Linked DNA regions of Sus scrofa: all the other regions are linked to region 3. Evidence: chromatin contacts called from public HiChIP or PLAC-seq data. All regions are on one chromosome and are shown on one strand. The core of a region is the stretch at or near the end of the contact, and the rest is flanking DNA. Distances in the headings are between cores, read along the strand shown.

The links. HiChIP or PLAC-seq counts read pairs in DNA pulled down with a chosen protein or histone mark.
Region 1: an H3K27ac HiChIP or PLAC-seq map of alveolar macrophages shows a contact between it and region 3. The contact joins two enhancer-like sites.
Region 2: an H3K27ac HiChIP or PLAC-seq map of alveolar macrophages shows a contact between it and region 3. The contact joins two enhancer-like sites. A contact is called at or near these places in 2 of 2 datasets of contacts at active chromatin or transcription factors (alveolar macrophages and skeletal muscle).

What each region holds. Positions count from the first base shown.
Region 1 is chr6:70,407,688-70,410,609 of Sscrofa11.1, reverse strand. It overlaps UBE4B (ubiquitin conjugation factor E4 B), which reads right to left. Exons shown (of 27, transcript XM_021095312.1): 6 at 2,618-2,846. Among named protein-coding and RNA genes, the nearest start is that of UBE4B, 63 kb to the right of the region's middle. Within about 2 kb of position 1,374, at least 3 of the 83 cell types and tissues checked have an H3K27ac peak or open chromatin away from gene starts, as enhancers often do. A contact at or near this core is called in alveolar macrophages, where this site is marked.
Region 2 is chr6:70,370,603-70,373,932 of Sscrofa11.1, reverse strand. The region is part of intron 1 of UBE4B (ubiquitin conjugation factor E4 B); the gene reads right to left. Among named protein-coding and RNA genes, the nearest start is that of UBE4B, 26 kb to the right of the region's middle. Within about 2 kb of position 2,027, at least 2 of the 83 cell types and tissues checked have an H3K27ac peak or open chromatin away from gene starts, as enhancers often do. A contact at or near this core is called in alveolar macrophages, where this site is marked.
Region 3 is chr6:70,687,582-70,690,919 of Sscrofa11.1, reverse strand. It overlaps PGD (6-phosphogluconate dehydrogenase, decarboxylating), which reads right to left. Exons shown (of 14, transcript XM_003127557.4): 8 at 3,298-3,338. Among named protein-coding and RNA genes, the nearest start is that of APITD1, 12 kb to the left of the region's middle. Within about 2 kb of position 1,644, at least 9 of the 83 cell types and tissues checked have an H3K27ac peak or open chromatin away from gene starts, as enhancers often do. A contact at or near this core is called in alveolar macrophages, where this site is marked.

The DNA.
Region 1 (2,922 bases), core at 125-2,624, 280 kb after region 3:
ATCCATGAGGATTCAGGTTTGATCCCTGGCCTCGCTCAGTGGGTTAAGGATCCAGTGTTGCCACGAGCTGTGGTCACCAACGAGGCTCAGAGCCTATGCTGCTGTGGCTGTGGTGCAGGCCAGCAGCCACAGCTCCAATTTGACACCGAGCCTGGGAACTTCCATGGGCCACAGGTGCGGCCCTAAAAAGAAAAAAAAGTGAAAATAGAAACACAGTTACACCAGACAGTATGAGTGACCCCATGTGCTCTTTGATGGACTGTCCAGACTGAGCCAGAGAGGGATGGACAGACAGACATTTGAGAATACACACACACACACATCCCAGCCCCTCTGCCATTCCTAAACAGGAGCCATCCATGCCACCAAACATAAGAAAACATGCCTCCCAGAGTTACCTATTGCCCATATCTGGCAGTGTGCAAGAACTCTCCTGCAACAGATAAAGGAAGGGTCTCTCATTTTAGATCTGACGGTGAACGAACTTAATAGGGCCCTTTCAACGGTTGTTCGTGTTTTTGACAAATGATCTGATGTACGTTTTCCTCCAAACTTGCCAGGCAACAAACAACGACGAAAATTTTCCTGTGCACCACCTCACCCCATGAAAAGGTCCTGAGGTTTTAGACACATGCACGTTTGGCACATCTCAGCGGTCCAGGCCACCTCGTTGGACCCTATCCTGTTTGGATGCAAGGCACACATCTAATGAGGGCTTATGAAAGTTAGTTCCTAAGCACCTACGCACATGCAGGGTAAGACTCCACTCCTCTGATACCTGGACCCAAACGGGACACAAGAAAACTCATCACCACCACCACCACCTTCATCAGCACCATCGGCACCATCACCATCTTCTTCTCCATCTTCGTCACTACTGTCCCCAGAAAGTGCGAGGAAGAGGAAGGAGAAAGGGGTGTCGTACATACTACCGTAACAAAAGGAAAAAGGTCATCAGGGAACAAAGGCAGAATAAGAGAAGGAAAGCTTTGCAATCGCTGGCCTATTCATTAAACCTTATGCGAAAGCTTTGCCTACGGACATGCAGAAAACGAATTCACCTCCACGACATACACGCACAGGAACGTGGCGGGGGAGGGGGTGGAGTAATGGAATTCCCGTGCTGCTTCTTTCTAAGGGGCTGAAAACAAAGTGTGGAGGCATAAGCACTGGCCCAGCCCCAGTGACCAGAGGTGAGGGATTTGGTCCCACAAGCCCTTGGTCTGACTGTATTTCAACTATGATGGGCAAGAATACAAAAACAGAAACGTGGGCCTGTGAGCCCCAAACTCTCAAACACAAACTGCTACGGTCTCTGAGACGCATGTGTTACGAGGAGTGACGTGTGACCTAGATTTCACAACTAAGTTACTTCTTTTATTTTGCACAGGAAGCAGGAAGAGTGAGGGAATGAAGGGAAGGGGTGCAGAATGGAGCAACCCAAGAAGCTCCCCAGTGGCCTAGGGGTTAAGGACCTTGCTGGGGTCACTGCTGGGGGTGAGAGTTCGATCCCTGGCCCAGAACTTCCACATGCTGTGGGCACAGCCCCCCCCCCCCAAAGCACAACTCATACTTCCTGATGTTATCAAAGCCTGGCAGGAGCACGGACTGGGGGCGCAAGCCTCCCACACTAAGTTAGACACACAGCAGAAAACACACAGAACTGAGGTCAGTGTCACACGACAGTTCTTCCAAACCGTGTTAACCTCCTTTCCCTGCAGTGCACACACACACCCGGCTCTCCTGCTGCATAGATACCTAGGGGAGCTCCTGAAGGAGGCGGGCCGTCTGCTCACAGCACCGGGGGAGGCGGACAGCAAAGGCGGCCCCGCACTGGAGGATCTCGGTCCGGAGGAGCCGGCGGGCACTGCTTGAGGGCTACTAGCCAGGGTGGGGAGGCCTGGGGAGCCGGACAGAAGGCAGAGGCTCGAGGCGCGCGGGGCAGGAGAGGGAGAAGACCCCCAGGGGTGGGTGACCGTGTAGGGACGATACCGCGGAGACGGGGACTGGCTTCCTGCCGGAGCCCCGGCACCCGCGCCATGAGGACCTGGGGCTGCCTGGCTGGCTGCCCGGGAAGGGGAGGCCAAAGGCGGACTCGTCATGGGCCCAGAGCTCCAGAAACTCGTGCGGGGGGCTGGACTAGTTTCATAGAGGCTACATGAGTTGAGAGAGGGAGGAAAGAAGAGAAAATCGGAGAAAAACTTGAGAAAAATAACTAAAATAGAATATACTGTGTTTTTAAAGGATAGTATAATTATACCTCTTATCCCTAAGCATTCAGGTAAACAAATCTTCTAGTTACCTGTCTAAATAACTGTGCTCTAACTGCAGGGCGGATCTAGAACCTACACGTAAAATATGAGAGAGCTTTCTTTCCTGGGAATAATATTCTATGTACAGCCATTTATCTCTAAATTTGATTTACCAACAGCCTAACCAAGGAAAGCGAAAGAGACCAATCTAGAAAAGACAACACCTCCTGCAAAGAGTCGACCCATCCCCGAAAAGACCACACACGCCACGGTCTCTAGGACTCGGGCCCGGAATGAACATTCCTGGCTGTCACATGCTCCACGGCTATTTTCCCACCACTCGGGTGTGCGCGAGCCACACGGACCTTGACAAGGAGCTGGCGCCGAAGGAGCCCGCGCTGCAGAACATGGGGCTCGTTCCTGGATTGGAGCCGGCATTGAGCAGGAGATTTCTGTCTGGTGACCGAGCTGCCGCTGCGATTGGCTGGGATGTGGCTGTCAGACTGGCAAACGGGTTCTCATCTCTCGTCTGAGTGGACATCATTAGTACTTCCATTAAAATCTGGCCAATCAGGTCCTTAAAATCTGAGAACACTGTTGGAAACACAGAACGAGCGAGAGGTTACACATGGTTCTCCGCGTACACACGGGCCTTAAATAAGCCAATGTG
Region 2 (3,330 bases), core at 778-3,277, 320 kb after region 3:
GAATCGGAGCTGTAGCTGCCAGCCTACACCAGAACCACTGCAACGCGGGATCCGAGCCGCATCTGCAACCTACCGACCTACCCCACAGTTCTCGGCAACGCCAGATCCTTAACCCACTGAGCAAGGCCAGGGATCAAACCCACAACCTCATGGTTCCTAGTCGGACTTGTTAACCACTGAGCCACAACGAGAACTCCTAAACAATGTTTTATTTATTTATTTATTTATTTATTGGTCTTTTTGCCTTTTCTAGGGTCGCTCCCGCGGCATATGGAGGTTCCCAAGCTAGGGGTCCAATCGGAGCTGTAGGCGCTGGCCTACACCACAGCCACAGCAACACGGGATCTGAGCTGCGTCTGCGACTTACACCACAGCTCACAGCAACGCTGGATCCTTGACCCACTGAGCAAGGCCAGGAATTGAACCCACGACCTCATGGTTCCTAGTCAGATTCGTTAACCACTGAACCCCGACGGGAACTCCCAACGATTTTTTAAATAAATAATTTTTGGCCACACCCCTGACATGTGGAAATTACTGGGCAGGGGTCAAACCTGTGCCACAGCAGTGACAATGACAGATCCTTAACCCACTGTGTCACAAGGGAACTCCCAAAAGTCTTTTTAAAAGAACTCTGTTTCCTCAGATGTCATAGAGAGAAAACATCAAAAGCATAAAAAGGGAACTCCCAATTCCTCAGCTTATGTCCTAAACCACAACTCAAACCCAAACATACTGATCATGAAATTTCATTCCTAGAGTTTTTCTTGTCTTTCCTGTTTCAGTTCTTATTTCACAAATGACGTTAAAATAGGGGTTTCCGTGGAATTGTTCTATCCTGATGCAGTGCTTCCTACCCTCATGTTTCTGATTAACTAAAAGTAGATTCCAAACAGCTTCTGTCCAAAACAGCAAGGGCTGCTGTGGTGACATAAGGCAAAAGCTAACACAGGATGGGCCGAACTGTCCCTCCTATTTTTAGCAGTTTGTATGTGTGTGGGGGGCGAAATAAATCCAAAGAGCATTGGCTTTGTTTTGTTTCTTAGGGCCACACCCTTGGCATATGGAGGTTCCCAGGCTAGGGACCAAATCGGAGCTATAGCTGCCAGCCACAGCAACACCAAATCTGAGCCGAGTCTGCGACCTACACCACAGCTCACAGCAACACTGGATCCTTAAACCACTGAGCGAGGCCAGGGATCGAACCCTCAACCTCATTGTCCCTGGTCAGATTTGTTTCCGCTGCACCAGGACGGGAACTTCAAAAAGCATTGCTTTAAATTTACTAGTCATTCTATAAAAGCATCTTACTTTTCTACTCAAAAATATTAAATTCCAACATAAAGAGAAACACTTGCAAATATTTACTCTTTGGGCTGGTGTCCTTCTAGAGAAATCTCTTTTATTTTTGCAGGATTTATTTTCTTTTTTAATAGATGGTCATATCTAAAACTTATAAAATGCTGTGACAGTTTCACAATATGCCCATATCGAAGCCCAACAATATATCTTAAAAAAAAAAAAAAAATACGTTGGAATCTAAACACCAGAGCTCTGGGGTCTAAAGTCCACCGAGTTTCCTTTCCAAAAGTCACAATTTTAAATTAATTTTCACTTAAAAGCGCCAAGAGTCTTGTCACTTAAATCCTTAAAGACTATATTAAACTCAGTCTAGGGAGTTCCCTGGCGGTCTAGTAGTTGCGATTTGACCCCTTTGCTGTGGCTGGCTTCAACTCCTGGCCTGGAAACTGAGATCCCAAGTCAAGCCTCACCCTGTGGCCCAAAATAAAATAAACTCAATCTACCACTGTCAGCTTATATATATATATGAGACCAAAAATTTGAAAAAAAAAAAAAAAAAGCACTTTTCCCCTAAATCTTAAGATTATAGGAAATTGTGACTTAAATTCTCCTTCGAAGATTTCAACGGAACACAGGTAAAAATGTCTCCTTACTTCTCAAAACAACTCCGCCATCTCCTCTTGCAAAGAGGAAGTGAATACAGCGCTCAGAGAATGAAGTTTCTAGGTTAGTCACTGACGATTGCTTCAAAAGGCTGCTGCAGACTCTGAGACAAAAAATAATTAACACTAATAGGATTAACAATTACCAAATGCTTATCAAGTGCCAGATGCTGGTTCTACGGGCTTCAGATACACAACTTTGGTTAATAATCCAAAGAGGGCGGTACCTTTATTTTCCCATTTTACAGATGAGAAAACTGAACTCAGAGAGGTTAAGTGACTTGCTCAAGGTCACACAGCTGGAAAGCAAAAGAGAAGATAGTCTAGCTCTGGAGGACCCAATCTTACCCGTGCTCCCTTGATCTTTACAGAAGAAAATCCGTTCTGAAGTTGCGGTGACCTGTGGATGGAGGCAGCCTTACTCCCCTGATGACACAGTGCTTGTCCATTATTATGAATAAATGAATTCATGTATATAGGCTGTTGGTATTTCAGATACTATGTTTATAGTCTAACATCAGAATATTAGTAAACTTCCTCTTTGATGAATGTGTATTTTGAAATAAAGAATATTTCCGGAGTTCCCATCATGGTGCAGCAGAAATGAATCCGACTAGGAACCATGAGGTTGCAGGTTCAATCCCTGGTCTTGCTCAGTGGGTTAAGGATCTGGCGTTGCCGTGAGCTGTGGTGTAGTTGCTAATGTGGCTTAGGTCCTACATTGCTGTGGCTGTGGCGTAGGCCGGCAGCTGTAGCTCTGATTAGACCCCTAGCCTGGGAACCTCCATGCCCCAGGCGCGGCCCTAAAAAAAAAAAAAGAGTATTTCCATTTTCTAGTTTAAACTATAGACAGAGTATGGAGTTCTCTTGTGGTGCTGCAGATTAAGGATCTGGCGTCGCTGTAGCAGCTCAGGTTGCTGCTATGGCTTGGGTTTAATCCCTGGCCCAGGAACTTCCATATGCCATGTTGTATATATCTATATTTACATAGAGAGTATTAATGAATAAACTAGGAAAAAATGATATCTTATGAACATAATCTCACCCTCAAAATTCAATCCTTTGTTGGTTCAGTAAGTGTCTACTTTGCACCAGCCACTAGAGCAAGCAATAAAGATATGACAATACTGGAGTCACAAGCTCTACCTTCAAGCATTTCCAGATCCACTGGGGAAAAGACATAAGAAATCGACAATAATAACACAGCAAAATAAGATCTGCCCAAGAGGTAATGAGAGTAGAAATTACACAAAGAGGGAGACTGCAACTCAGCCTGGGACATCCATCAGCACTTAACAGGGAGGTTACACATAGTACCTAGGTATGTACATATGTACGTACATACATACATATATGGTATCTTGGC
Region 3 (3,338 bases), core at 395-2,894:
TCCACGGGACCCGAGGGGCAGCACACACGAGCCAGGGCACGAGGGAAAACAGGAACAGAGCAAGATTCCCAGTTTACAAAGAGCCCACGTCTCAACCTTAGGCCACAGAAGTTAACCTGGATCAGAAAGAGCTTTTATAAAAAGCTCCAAACAGTTAATTTGAAAACTGAAACTCAAGTCAGTCTTCCAATGTGAACACAGGTTTTTTTTTTTTTGTCTTTTTGCCATTTCTTGGGCTGCTCCTGCAGCACATGGAGGCTCCCAGGCTAGGGGTCGAATCGGAGCTGTAGCCGCCGGCCTGCGCCAGAGCCACAGCAACGCGGGATCCGAGCCGCATCTGCAACCTACACCACAGCTCACGGCAACACTGATTGTTAACCCACTGAGCAAGGGCAGGGACCGAACCCGCAACCTCATGGTTCCTAGTGGATTCGTTAACCAACTGCACCACGACAGGAACTCCAAGAACACAGGTATTTAATCACCAAGATCACCATGAAATTCAGAGGACAGTTTTAAGGGGAAAAAAGGAAATGGGAAAACCACTGTTATTTAGAATTACTTGGAGTCCCCATCGTGGCTCAGCAGTGAACGACCCCAACTAGGATCCGTGAAGATGCAGGTCAGAGCCCTGCTTGGTTAAGGATCCAGCATTGCTGTGAGCTGTGGTGTAGGTCACAGACGAGGTTTGGATCCTGTGTGGCTATGGTGTAAGGTGGCAGCTATAGCTCTGATTCAACTCCTAGCCTGGGAACCTCCATATGCCTCGGGTGTGGCCCTAAAAAAGCCATAAAAAATTTTTTTAAATTATATATAGTATTAGTGTTGGTCTACCAGTAAAAAATTCAACTGGGAAGACTTAAAATTTTAGATGCTCACCAAACACTATTTTCTTTTGACACACGAACAGCCATCACTTTGAAACAACTAGTACACGGACAAGTAACACAGACGTCACCCTTCAAAGAACCCCACTTTCTAATTATTACCGTTTACAGCTTCGGTGTGTCCATGATGACCACTACAGTTCCAGTTTTACTTCATTTGAACAGAAAACATTTCAACACAGTATTTTACTATTAAGAAATTTAGAATCTTAAAAGTGATCACTTCTAAGAACTTGCCTAATTGACAACTTATATAATTAGAATAACCACTTTTCCCCCCAATGAGGTGAGATCTCTGGGACGTAATGGAGGCCTTTATTTTGAGGAACGGATTCTGGCCTCGGCTTGCAAAGGGGCATCCTGCTGTCCTCGTCCCGCGCTCTGGGGCTCCTGTGCTGCACACACACGATGACTTGGCACTCTTGGGCGGAAGCTCACCAGGACAAAAGGCACAGGAGGCAAGGGTGGCGAAACCTCAGTGTTACCTAAGATTAGCTGGAGACTTACTTCCCCATCAGCTTGGCAAACAGGAAGGCGCCCGGCCAGGGAGGCAGCCGCCTGCCATCAGCTGGGAGGGAGGGTACAAAGTCTCTAAATCAAGAGAGCAGGAATCTTTTTGAGGGTGTGATGCTCTTACGTTTGAGTCAGTCATGAATAAGCTGCTCGAGTTACTGTCCCCTCCACCCAAGGCAGTACTTGGAGCAGCTAAAAAGCACCAACTTCCTTCTCGGCAGAGCTGGACGAAGCAACTACTTCCCTCCTCGCTGTGCCCTCAGCCCTGCAGCTCGCTGCAGACAGTGAGGCTTCATCAGTGCAGAAACCCAAGGAAGGAGCCCGCTAGGGAGGGACAGGGAGCAGCAGGAGAGCTTGTCATGAGACTGCGGGGGGACACTTCCGCCGGGACCAAGATGAGCCTGCCTTCTTTTTCAATCTTGCCAGAATTGAAGGGTTCTGGTTTTGCGTTTTGGCTATGCCCACAGCATATGGAAGTTCCCAGGCCAAGGACCATACCCACACCACAGCAGTGACCCGTCACTGCAGTCACAACGCCAGATCCTTAACCCACAAGGGAACTCCTCTATTTTTTCTTTTTTCTTTTTTTGGGCCACACATGCAGCATATGGAGGTTCCCAGGCTAGGGGTTGAATCAGAGCTGTAGCTAATGGCCTGCACCACAGCAATGCCAGATCTGAGCCACGTCTGCAACCTACACCACAACTCATGGCAACACTGGATCCTTGACTCACTGAGCAAGGCCAGGGATCGAACCCACGTCCTCATGGATACTAGTCAGGTTCTTAACCCTCTGAGATACAATAGGAACTTCTGTTTTATTCTTGAAGAACCAATGTGTAGTTTTGTTAATGCCTTTATGGCCTTTGTTTATTTCAGCTTTGTATTATTTCCTTATCTCTACATTTCTTTGAGTTTGGTGCTTAGCTCATTAAGACAGGATGAAAAACATGGATGGAAAGATATACAGCAACTTCAGGGTACTTTTCTTCTAAAGAAGGGGAAGGAGCTTAGGAAGAGAATATTAAAGGACTTGCAATGCACAGGTAATATTTTACTTCCCAAATACCTGAGAAAAAATACTGCAAAATAAATGTTGAGTACCAAAGCTTTAAAAATTCTGTGAACTTTCATATGAAAAAGCCCATTACAGTTACCTTCCCTATTAAATTCTATTTTACGTCACTGACTTAATTAAATCACTAATGTTAAAACTATCCCACACATGGAGTTCCTGTCGTGGTTCAGCAGAAATGAATCTGACTAGCATCCATGAGGATGCAGGTTCCATCCCTGGCCTTGATCAGTGGGTTAAGGATCTGGTGTTGCCTTGAGCTGTGGTGTAGGTTGCAGATTGTGCTCGGATCTGGCATTGCTGTGGCTGTGGTGGAGGCCAGTTGGCTACAGCTCCAATTCGACCCCTAGCCTGGGAACCTCCATATGCCACAGGTGCGGCCATAAAAAGACAAGAAACAAAAACCTATCCCACAGAGTTCCCCTGTGGCAATGGGTTAAGGACTGGCATTGTTATTGCAGCAGCTCTAGTCACTGCTGTGGTGCGGGTTCAACCCATGGCCTGTGAACTTCCATGTACCGTGGGCGTGGCTTCCCCCCCAAAAAACCCTATCCAAAAGTCAAACTGGTTAAGACAGTAACTTTTGGATTTATCTCAGAGCTCATACGACAGGAGGACTTCCAAGAAGGGCTTCAAAAGCAGCTTCAGCCTCTCACGCTAGTTCATTCAGCTGCAAGAGCAGAAGGGGCTCAGAAAGCCGACTAGGGCTGAACAGATTCTCTGGACAACCGTGACTTGGCTGCCAGTCTACGGCGATATTCCAGAAGGACGTCAGGGTCAAAACAGGGAGACGAAAGGGTTCAGAGTGAAGCAGCGTGTTACCAATGAGGGTGACGGGGACGCCGTACTCCAGGGCCGAGATG